Linked DNA regions of Oryctolagus cuniculus: region 1 is linked to region 2. Evidence: chromatin contacts called from public Hi-C data. All regions are on one chromosome and are shown on one strand. The core of a region is the stretch at or near the end of the contact, and the rest is flanking DNA. Distances in the headings are between cores, read along the strand shown.

The links. A called contact is a pair of places that touch in the nucleus more often than the background predicts.
Region 1: a Hi-C map of an unstated tissue shows a contact between it and region 2, with 2.2 times the contacts expected there. The contact joins the promoter of RPP14 here to the enhancer-like site in region 2. A contact is called at or near these places in 2 of 6 Hi-C or Micro-C datasets (ear pinna and an unstated tissue).

The regions. Positions count from the first base shown.
Region 1 is chr10:91,676,582-91,681,256 of mOryCun1.1, forward strand. RPP14 (ribonuclease P/MRP subunit p14) reads right to left here and starts at 2,908. Exons shown (of 6, transcript XM_008260841.4): 1 at 2,734-2,908. It overlaps LOC127492327 (a long non-coding RNA gene), which reads left to right and starts at 2,716. Exons shown (of 3, transcript XR_007921560.2): 1 at 2,716-2,847; 2 at 3,114-3,269; 3 at 3,730-4,675.
Region 2 is chr10:91,522,909-91,527,198 of mOryCun1.1, forward strand. The region is part of intron 4 of KCTD6 (potassium channel tetramerization domain containing 6); the gene reads right to left. Among named protein-coding and RNA genes, the nearest start is that of KCTD6, 30 kb to the right of the region's middle. Within about 2 kb of position 2,598, at least 2 of the 8 cell types and tissues checked have an H3K27ac peak or open chromatin away from gene starts, as enhancers often do.

The DNA.
Region 1 (4,675 bases), core at 1,658-4,157, 150 kb after region 2:
CCCCTCTTCTCCATCACTCTGCCTCCAAATAAATAACCTTTAAAAATTAAAATGCTATTTTTCACACTTTTAATAAGAATATGACTTATTTTAAAGTGACTTCTTAGGACAGCAACTTATCTAATTCTGGTCAAATGCAGGTCACCCCACAGATACAAGGAAGCTGCTATATTGTTCAATATGCCAGACCACTGCCCTCACTTCCACCTCAGTAACAAGCCAGCTCCCATTTCTCCTTACTAAGCACCCAGTGTGCACTACGCACTGCACATGCCTTAGCTTCTGCGCCTTCAAAGCGATTTTATGAGGCAGACACTATTACCACCCTCATGGCTAGCGCCTGGCCCAGGCTCTACCTACTCTGCCATGGCAAGACTGCCCTGGAATGGTGCCTCTGGATCCAGAGGAAAAAAATGAAAACATAAAGGAGCCAAACCTGAGACCTGCGGGCCCCTTTCTGGTTTACTCTGAGTCAGCCCAGAGCACGAACAAGCAGCTGGCTGCCCCCCTTCCAGGTGAACCTGCTCTCGGTCCAGGGTCAGGTCTGGGCAGGACCACCTGGCAGCTCCGTGAGAGACTGAGGAATTCCTGGAATGGGCACTCAGAGCCATTGCTGAGGTCTGGGCCTTCCGAGAACTCAGAGCACGCTCGAGGCCCGCAGAGTGCTGCCCTCCAGTTCCTCTTCCCCCGGCCTCCCCCTCGAGCCCTTCTGCCGCCCTCTCGGGAATGCTCACGTTATAGGACGTCTTGACACTGCTTGTTTGCTTAGTATCTGGGCTCCCCGCTGCCGAGACCCAGAAACTGAGGCCCAAGCACAGAGAAGAACTAAGCCAAGGTCACAGAGATCCAGACGAGCATTTTCAAAACCTCTCAGGTTCAGGCCCATTTCCAGACGAAGAGCCCAGAGACAAGCACAAGCCGGACGGCAGGAGCTCCATCCACACATCCATTCAACAGACCTCAGCATTTTCTGTGTCTGGCTTGGAGGACACAGAGCTCAGAGAACGGCGGCAGCGGGGGACCCTATGTTCAACTGCGCCTCTGGCTTCAGGACAGCACAGTGACCGTCCACCTGCCCCCAGAGCCCCGCCTAACCAGAAGCGCAAAAACAGCAAAAATCGCATCTACTTCTTTCAGTGCCTGGCACATGACAGGTGCTTTCTCAAGTATTTCCAAGTGCTTCGAAGGAGTTGCTGACCCTGGGCATTTGGGAGATGGATACCGATGGTGGCTGCCCAACAGTCAGAATGCACTTAATGCCACCTAACTGCACACAACAATGGATCAGGCCAGCGCCGCGGCTCACTAGGCTAATCCTCCGCCTTGCGGCGCCGGCACACCGGGTTCTAGTCCCGGTCGGGGCGCCGGATTCTGTCCCGGTTGCCCCTCTTCCAGGCCAGCTCTCTGCTGTGGCCCGGGAGTGCAGTGGAGGATGGCCCAGGTGCTTGGGCCCTGCACCCCATGGGAGACCAGGAAAAGCACCTGGCTCCTGGCTTTGGATCAGCGCGGTGCGCCGGCCGCAGCGCGCCAGCCATGGTGGCCATTGGAGGGTGAACCAATGGCAAAGGAAGACCTTTCTCTCTGTCTCTCTCTCTCACTGTCCACTCTGCCTGTCAAAAAATAAAAATAAATAAAAAAAAAACAATGGATCAAACGATGTTTTACCTTACACATATATTACCAAAAAAAAAAGAAACAAACAAACAAAACAAAACACCTCTCCAAACTCATGGAACACATGAGCTCGCCAAAAACCGGACTCCTCAGTGACACCAGCGCCCTCTGCAGGCTGTTCTGAAAGTAAAGATGAGCCTGGCACGGCCCCCAGGCCCGCCACCAAACGGAAGCACGCCTGGAGTCACGGTCCACTTCCCCTCTGAAGCCAGCCTTCTCAGGGGCGGCAGGGAAGCCTAGAAACTGCTCTGTCGGTACCAAGGGTCTCCGATTCCGCCCCTGTGCCCCTCCCCCGCAGCCACAGAATCTACCAGACCCCACTCTCCGGATCTGTCTAGAGCGAGGCCAGACTCCGGGTGCGCCTGCCGGGAGGCCCTTCCCGCACCCCGCACCGCTGCTCCCGCCACGGCCCGCACTCGTCCCTTCCAGCACACGGGCCGCGCACGCACCAGGCTCTCCCGCCAGTTACGCACCGCCCTTCCTCCCGCCGCCTCCTTCTAGGCCTCCCCGACTCCCCTCCACGTGGCCCGGTGCCCATCCTAACACCGCGACGACCCCCGGCCCCGCCTCGGGCCCTGTTCGCCCCCCACCCCCCACCCCGGGCGTCTGCCAGCTAGTAACAGACCCGCAATTCACGTTCTCTCTCCCCCTCCTCCTCTCCTTGCCCCGGCAGGGTGTCCACGGCTCCGTCCGGCTCACTGCCCTTCTCCAGGGACCGACAATAGGGCCCCGCATACGGCAGGCGGTCTCCACACTTTCACTCAATTATTTCAACAAATCAACCCCCAGCGACTTAGGGACCTGCGTTTTCCATCGTTTCCAAGTGGCGACCGCCGCTGATGCAGCACACTGTCCCCTGGGCCCGCTTAGTCCTCCCGGCCGCCCGGCGCGGCCGAGACCGACACCGGGGAGGACGATCGGCTGGAGCCCCCCAGCACCTCCTCCGGCCTGGCTCCTCCCTCCCGGTCGCTCTACCCCGGCGCACGCGCCCGGGGACACCCGCGCGGCCGACTGAGCGCACGTCCGGAACACAACAGCCGCCCCAGGGCTTCCGCCTACCTGCTCTCGGTTGGACGAGCAAGACTCCTCCTCTGACTCCGGGTTCGCTCCGAATATCCGCCAAGGTCTGGAGCCCCTAAGGGACTGCCAGCGCCTGGGCCCGGCAAACTCCCGGTAAGTTTTCGTTTGGCTTGTTCCTGTCCCGCCCCCGGAAGCGTGCCGTCCTGGCGGATGTGACGTCACCGCGCGGCGTCCGCCCCAGGACCCATGGGTGAATCCTCCTCGGGATGTGAGCCCTGCGGAGCTCAGCGCCCTCTGGTGTCCACTCGGGAGAAACCTGGGGGCGCCCCGGGTGCTCGGAGTGCGGGTCGTGAGGTGTGTGTATGCAGCCCCGCAGAGTGCTTCATGGCATTCATTTATTCATGCATTCGGTTTTTCAGCCAGTAGATGTCTAGCATCTCCGCTGCTTAACTTCTGCTGTACCCAGCACCTCCCAAAGACGGACAGCACCTTCCCTCAGTGTCCCCTGTGGTTGCCAGCACATAGGAGGTGCTCTGAGTGGACACGAAAAGACCCACCTGGTCCTGTTTGCAAACGTAAGCCAAGCTTCATCCATACGTTTGTTCACTAACACCGCGCTGAGTGCCTGTTGTGCACTCAGCACTATTCTTGTCTGTGGTTTTTTTTTATTTTTTTATTTTTTATTTTTTGACAGGCAGAGTGGACAGTGAGAGAGAGAGACAGAGAGAAAGGTCTTCCTTTGCCGTTGGTTTACCCTCCAATGGCCGCCGCGGCCAGCGCGCTGATCCGAAGGCAGGAGCCAGGAGCCAGGTGCTTTTCCTGGTCTCCCATGGGGTGCAGGGCCCAGGCACCTGGGCCATCCTCCACTGCACTCCCGGGCCACAGCAGAGAGCTGGCCTGGAAGAGGGGCAACCGGGACAGAATCCGGCGCCCCGACCGGGACTGGAACCCGGTGTGCCGGCGCCGCTAGGCGGAGGATTAGCCTAGTGAGCCGCGGCGCCGGCCTTTTTATTTTTTATTTTTATTTTTTTTCAGATTTATGATTTGGAAAGGCAGAGTGAAAGAGAGATCTTCCACTCCTTGGTTCTCGCCCCGAATTGCCACAACAGCCACTAGGCGGACACCAAAAGCCCAGAACTCCGTCTGGGTCTCCCACACCGGTGACAGCAGCCCAAGGACCCAGGCCATCATCTGCTGAGTTCTCAGATGCATTAGCAGGGAGCTGGATCAGAAGCAGAGCAGCCAGGAGTCAGAGCAGTGCTCTGACGTGGGATGCCAGCGTCCGTTGCTGCCCCACAGTGCCAGCCCTAGGTGCTGGGAATTCTGGGTGCTGGGAATTCGGTGGACTTATTTAATAATAACAAAAACAATAATAACAACGGTGAGTATTTCTCAAGTGCTTAATGTGCGCCAGGCACTATGCAAAAAATTCTACACAGGTCACCTTGTGGAACCACCTCACAGTCCTGAGGTAGCTATTATAACCATGCAGGAGTGAAAACTGAAGCACAGATAGGCTAAGCGATTTGCCCAAGACGACGCAGTGAGAAGTGGTGGAACGGGCTGTCAGGTTCTAGCCGGCGCTCTCCCCGCTGCACTGAGGATTGGGTGGGAGGGAAGCTGCAGCATAAGCCCCCTGAGGACAGGGCCTTGTCTGCGTTGGCTCAGCGCTGCCAGTGCACCCACTCAGCATGCATTCACAGAATGCATTCGTTCATAAACGAGAGATGCTGATCCTGCTTTGGTTGGGAGTGTGGGGCGGCCAGTGTTGCCTTGCACAGCCAAGCCTGAGCCTGGGTCAGTGAGGCCCTTCTCCCTCATTGCTATTCTCAGATTTCCACCCTCTGCTGGTTCCTGAAACCTCAGGCCTTGGCCTTGGCCTTGGCCTTGGCCTTGGCCTTGGCCGTGGCCGTGCTCCCCCGTCATGTGGCTCCTGCGTCCCTTTCTTCTCCTTCAGAGGAGACAGGGCTTGGTCCACATG
Region 2 (4,290 bases), core at 1,348-3,847:
GCCCAGGTATTCCTGTAACAGCAGCTTCCTCAGAGTTAGGATGAGTTTGTTTTCTTGTGGTCCAATTTGTTTTCCTAGTTAGGTAATTTGCCTTTCTGGACACAGCTGGGCAGCTTTTAGTGCTGTTAGCTAGGGATCTTGCTGCCCACCAGGTGCCCTGAGCGGCCGCCACAGTACCCTTTATCAGGGTAAGGAAGCACTAGGAATAGACACACACTATGTAAAGAATTACAATCATGGATTTTTTTTTTTTTATTATTAAACCACTCATGCATTCCTGGACTAAACTCACCTTGATGATCCTTGATGATTTTTTTTTCAATATACTACTGGCTTCCATTTGTTAATATTTTACTTAGGGTTTTTGCATCCATATTTATGAATGAGGTATGCCTGCTATTTTCCATTCTAATTATTTCTTTTGTGTGATTTTGCTATCAAACTTACTTGAGCCTCATAAAATAAACTAATCAGTGTTTGGGGCTGACATGGCAAGGTGAGTTAGTCTATCACTTGGGGACACTGGCATGCCATGTGGGAGTGCCAGTTCCAGTCCCAGCTACTCTGCTTCCAATTCAGCCCCTGCTAATGCACCTGGAAAGGCGGCAGAAGATGGTCCAAGCAGTTGGGTCCCTGCCACCTGTGTGGGAGAACTGGATGGAATTCTAGACTCCTGGCTTCAGCCTGGCCCCACTCACTGTTGCAGCTATTCGGAGAGTGAACCAGCAGATGGGAGATTCCCTCTCTCTCTCTCTCTCTCTCTCTGCCTTTCAACAAATAAGTAAATCTTTAAAAAAAAAAAAAAAAAAAGTCTGTTCACCAGGGCAGTTTCTCTAAGGGGGGGGCGGGTCTCTGAAGTCTGAATATTCTATAGCATTCTCCTGTAAACTATCTGAATTGCTGAGTTGAGGAGTTTAGGGTTTTACAGCGGAAGCCAACTTGGTGGCCTCTCTTTCCCAGGTGGCCTCTCTTTCCCAGGTGGCCTCCAAAGCCCTGGACTCCTGTGGTAAAGAGATGCCCAAGATGACCCTATGTGGCCATGGCCGGGCTGGCCTGGAGTGCTGTTTATGGCAGTTACAACAAGGACTTCCAGGCAGGCACCCTGGCCCAGCGGGGCACGGGCAAGGCCCAGGAGGGAAGCAGCAGTGGACAGGCTGGGCCGGCAGGAGCTGGGCCGGCAGTCTGAGTCCTCCCCGCTCTCCCCTCAGCTCCCCCCTCACTCAGGGCAGTGCATGCAGCTCCCACTTGTCAGGAAAATGTCTTCAGTGGGAGCTCCCTGGCTCCCGCCTCTGCTTGCTTCTGGAGTCACCTACAGGATGCTGTCATGGCCTCCCGAGGCGGCTGAGAAGCCTGCTCTCAGGGGCATTCCATCCTTCTCCAGCCCCTGCAGGTTGCCCCTGCAGACAGAGTGCCGGACCCCTCTCTAGGCTCAGCAGCCTCCCTTTCTCCTCCTGCTGTGTCCCCATCTTCCCCGAGTCCCCCACCTACAGCCTTACACCTGGCCTCCGGACCACCTCCCCACCGGAATGCTCCTGCTGGGGCATGAGGAGCCTGCTCCTTCCAAGCCTTGGTGTCCCGGGCATCTGCAGTGAAGGGGTTGACCACAGCCTCCCAAGGACGGCCCCTTCCCCACAATGCTGTGCTCTTTTCGTCTTCCTTCTTCCTCTTGGACGCATGGACCTCTTCCTCTTGCCTAACCCACCCTCTCTGCCCAGGTTTCTGTCCAGTTCCATCCTCTCTTCACAGAGGCTTGGCCACCTCTGTAGATTCCATTTTACACCCTAAGCCAGAAGTTCCCCACTCTGTACTTGCAGCCCAAGCACGTGCCTGGCACTGTGCCAAGTGCTTCTACCCTCTGCGCTGGTCATCTACTGCCATGCACCAGAGTGCAGAGGCTTGCAACAGCACCATGTGTTATCTTGCAGTGTCTGTGGACCGAGGATCTCAAAGAGCTCAGGGTCTCTCATGAGCTTGCAGGCCACCCGTGGGCAGGGGCTGTTGTCCTCTGAGGCCTTCCCCCACTCACACACGTGGCTTTTAGCCACAGCGTTCGTTCCCTGTCACCTGACCCTCTCCTGACAACATGGAAGCTGATGGCCTCTGAAGCAAGTGATCTAAGGAGGAACAACGGCGGAAGCCACAAGTTCCTTTATAGCCTGGCCTTGAAGGACATATTTGTGATATTTTGGTCTCACACCCATGCTAGTAGGAAGTGGGAGCCCACCACACAGGGTATGAACACCAGGAGGCAGGGGCCCTTAGGGGTGACCTGGGAGGCTGCCACCACACCCCCAACAACACCACTGAGGGCTGGCCAGCCTCGCTCTCCCATAGTACAAACCAGAAAACTGCAGCAAGAAGTGGGGAGGCCGTGGATGAAGCCACCCGGCTGGGCGCTGGGAGGGAGGTGGCAGCACGCTCCTGCCTGGCTCCCCGTGGTTTTCTCCCCCGGCACAAGCTGGCGTTTCACCGTCCACCACCAGCCTGCTCACCCCAACATGTGCAAACCTGAACTCTGTCACCACCACCCCCAATCCTTCCAGTCCCGGCTCAGCTCAGCACATGGTGCACCAGAAGCCTTGAGTCATGCCTGCTCCTCCCTCCCCCTCGCCTCCCGGTGCCAGAGAACTCAGTTCTGCCAAGTCTCCCCCTCAGCACAGCCTGCCTCCCTCACTGCCTCTCCCTCGCCATCACCACCACCGCCGCACTGGCCCGAGCCACCCATGTGTCCGGCCCAGACATCTGCAGTAGCCCCCTCGCTGGTCTCGCTGGTCCCTCTGCCCCCACACTCCCATCCGTCCTCCTGTCACCAGCATGAAGGACACAAAGCTCTGGCTGTGGCCCCCTGGCAGCGTCACACTCCTCCAGTGGCTTCGGTTGCCTTCAGGATTCAGGTCAAGCTCCCTGCGGTGGGGGGAGTGGTCTGGTTCTGCCCACCGTCCACCTCCTCCCTGTCCCTAGCCCCTCCCTCAGGCCCCAGCATCTCAGGTCACATTTCCGTTTCCAGGGCCTGTTGCCCATGTTTTCCCTTCAGAGCCTTCCACTGGACTGTTCCCTGGGCTTAGAACACTGTTCCCCAGCCCTTGACCTATCTCCACTTCCTCCACATACCATCACCTTCTCGGGGAAGCCCTCCCCGACCTTTCAGAGCCTGTCCTTCCCTGTCCTCACCTCCCTGCTTCTCAGCTGAATGGTGAGCTCCCTGAGGGCAGAAGCTGCATGTGTCTGGCTCCTGAGAGCCCCCAGGACTCTACCTGGTACCTGGCACTCGGCACTCTCAATCGCTGTGCGACTGGTGCATTCTTTCCACGTGCTGCAACCCCATGGTCAACGTTCATTTCCCCAGATGAGTCGCAAGGCCCCGTCTCTTCAAGATCTCTGCACGTGCTGTTCCCTCTGCAGGCATGCTCTTCCCTCCTCCCCCCATTCACTCAGCTAGCTCCTGTGTATTCATCAGCAACCTGCCATTGCCAGATTTGGCGAATGCAAAGACAGGAGGGACAGAGGGAGTGTTTGGCCTAGAGGGCAAGCACATATTTCACCCCGTATCTCCCACATGAGAGTTTGATACCCTGGCTTCTACCTCTGACTCCAGCTTCATGCTAAGGCGGCAGTCATGGCTCAAGGAACTGAGTCCTGCCACACATGGAGGAGGTCTGGACTGAGTCCTTGGCTCCTGGCTTTGGCCTAGCCCTGGCCACTGAGGGCACCTGAGGAGTAAACCAGCAGACAGCAACTCTGGCTGTCCTTCTCCTTCTCTCTGCCTTAAAAAAAAAAAAAAAAAAAAAAGACACTTGGCAAATTTCTATTTCATCATGTAATTTTTCAGCCTAGGTAGGTCCCAGATGTTCACCGAAAACAAGCATCCTGTGTTTCATCTGGCAACCCCACAAGGAAGCAGCATCACTCCCACCTCCTTGGGTCTGCACACCCCCATCTCCCCGCTCCCAGTGCAGCCCTCCGCCCCCAGCCCACCACCTAGACCAGGACCCCCTGCCAGAGAGGGCTGTGTTTCAAGCTGTGTTGGGAGCCTCTTTTCACCTGGGACAACCTTGGCACAGGGGAGCCGGCCAGTCAGGTTTACAGAGAGGAGAAAGGAAAGAGCAGGGGTGGGGAGGAGTCAACAAGGTGGGGAAAGGAGCTGGCCAATGAAACGGAAAGAAGCGGTGGGGAGCTCCTCTTCCCATGCCATCGCCAGCCCAGGTCTGGCCTCTGGAGCCGCCCCACCCCTCCCTCCCCCTCTCCAGCCCCAGCCTCCCGGAGCACTGGGGTTTTATAAGGCAGAAATGC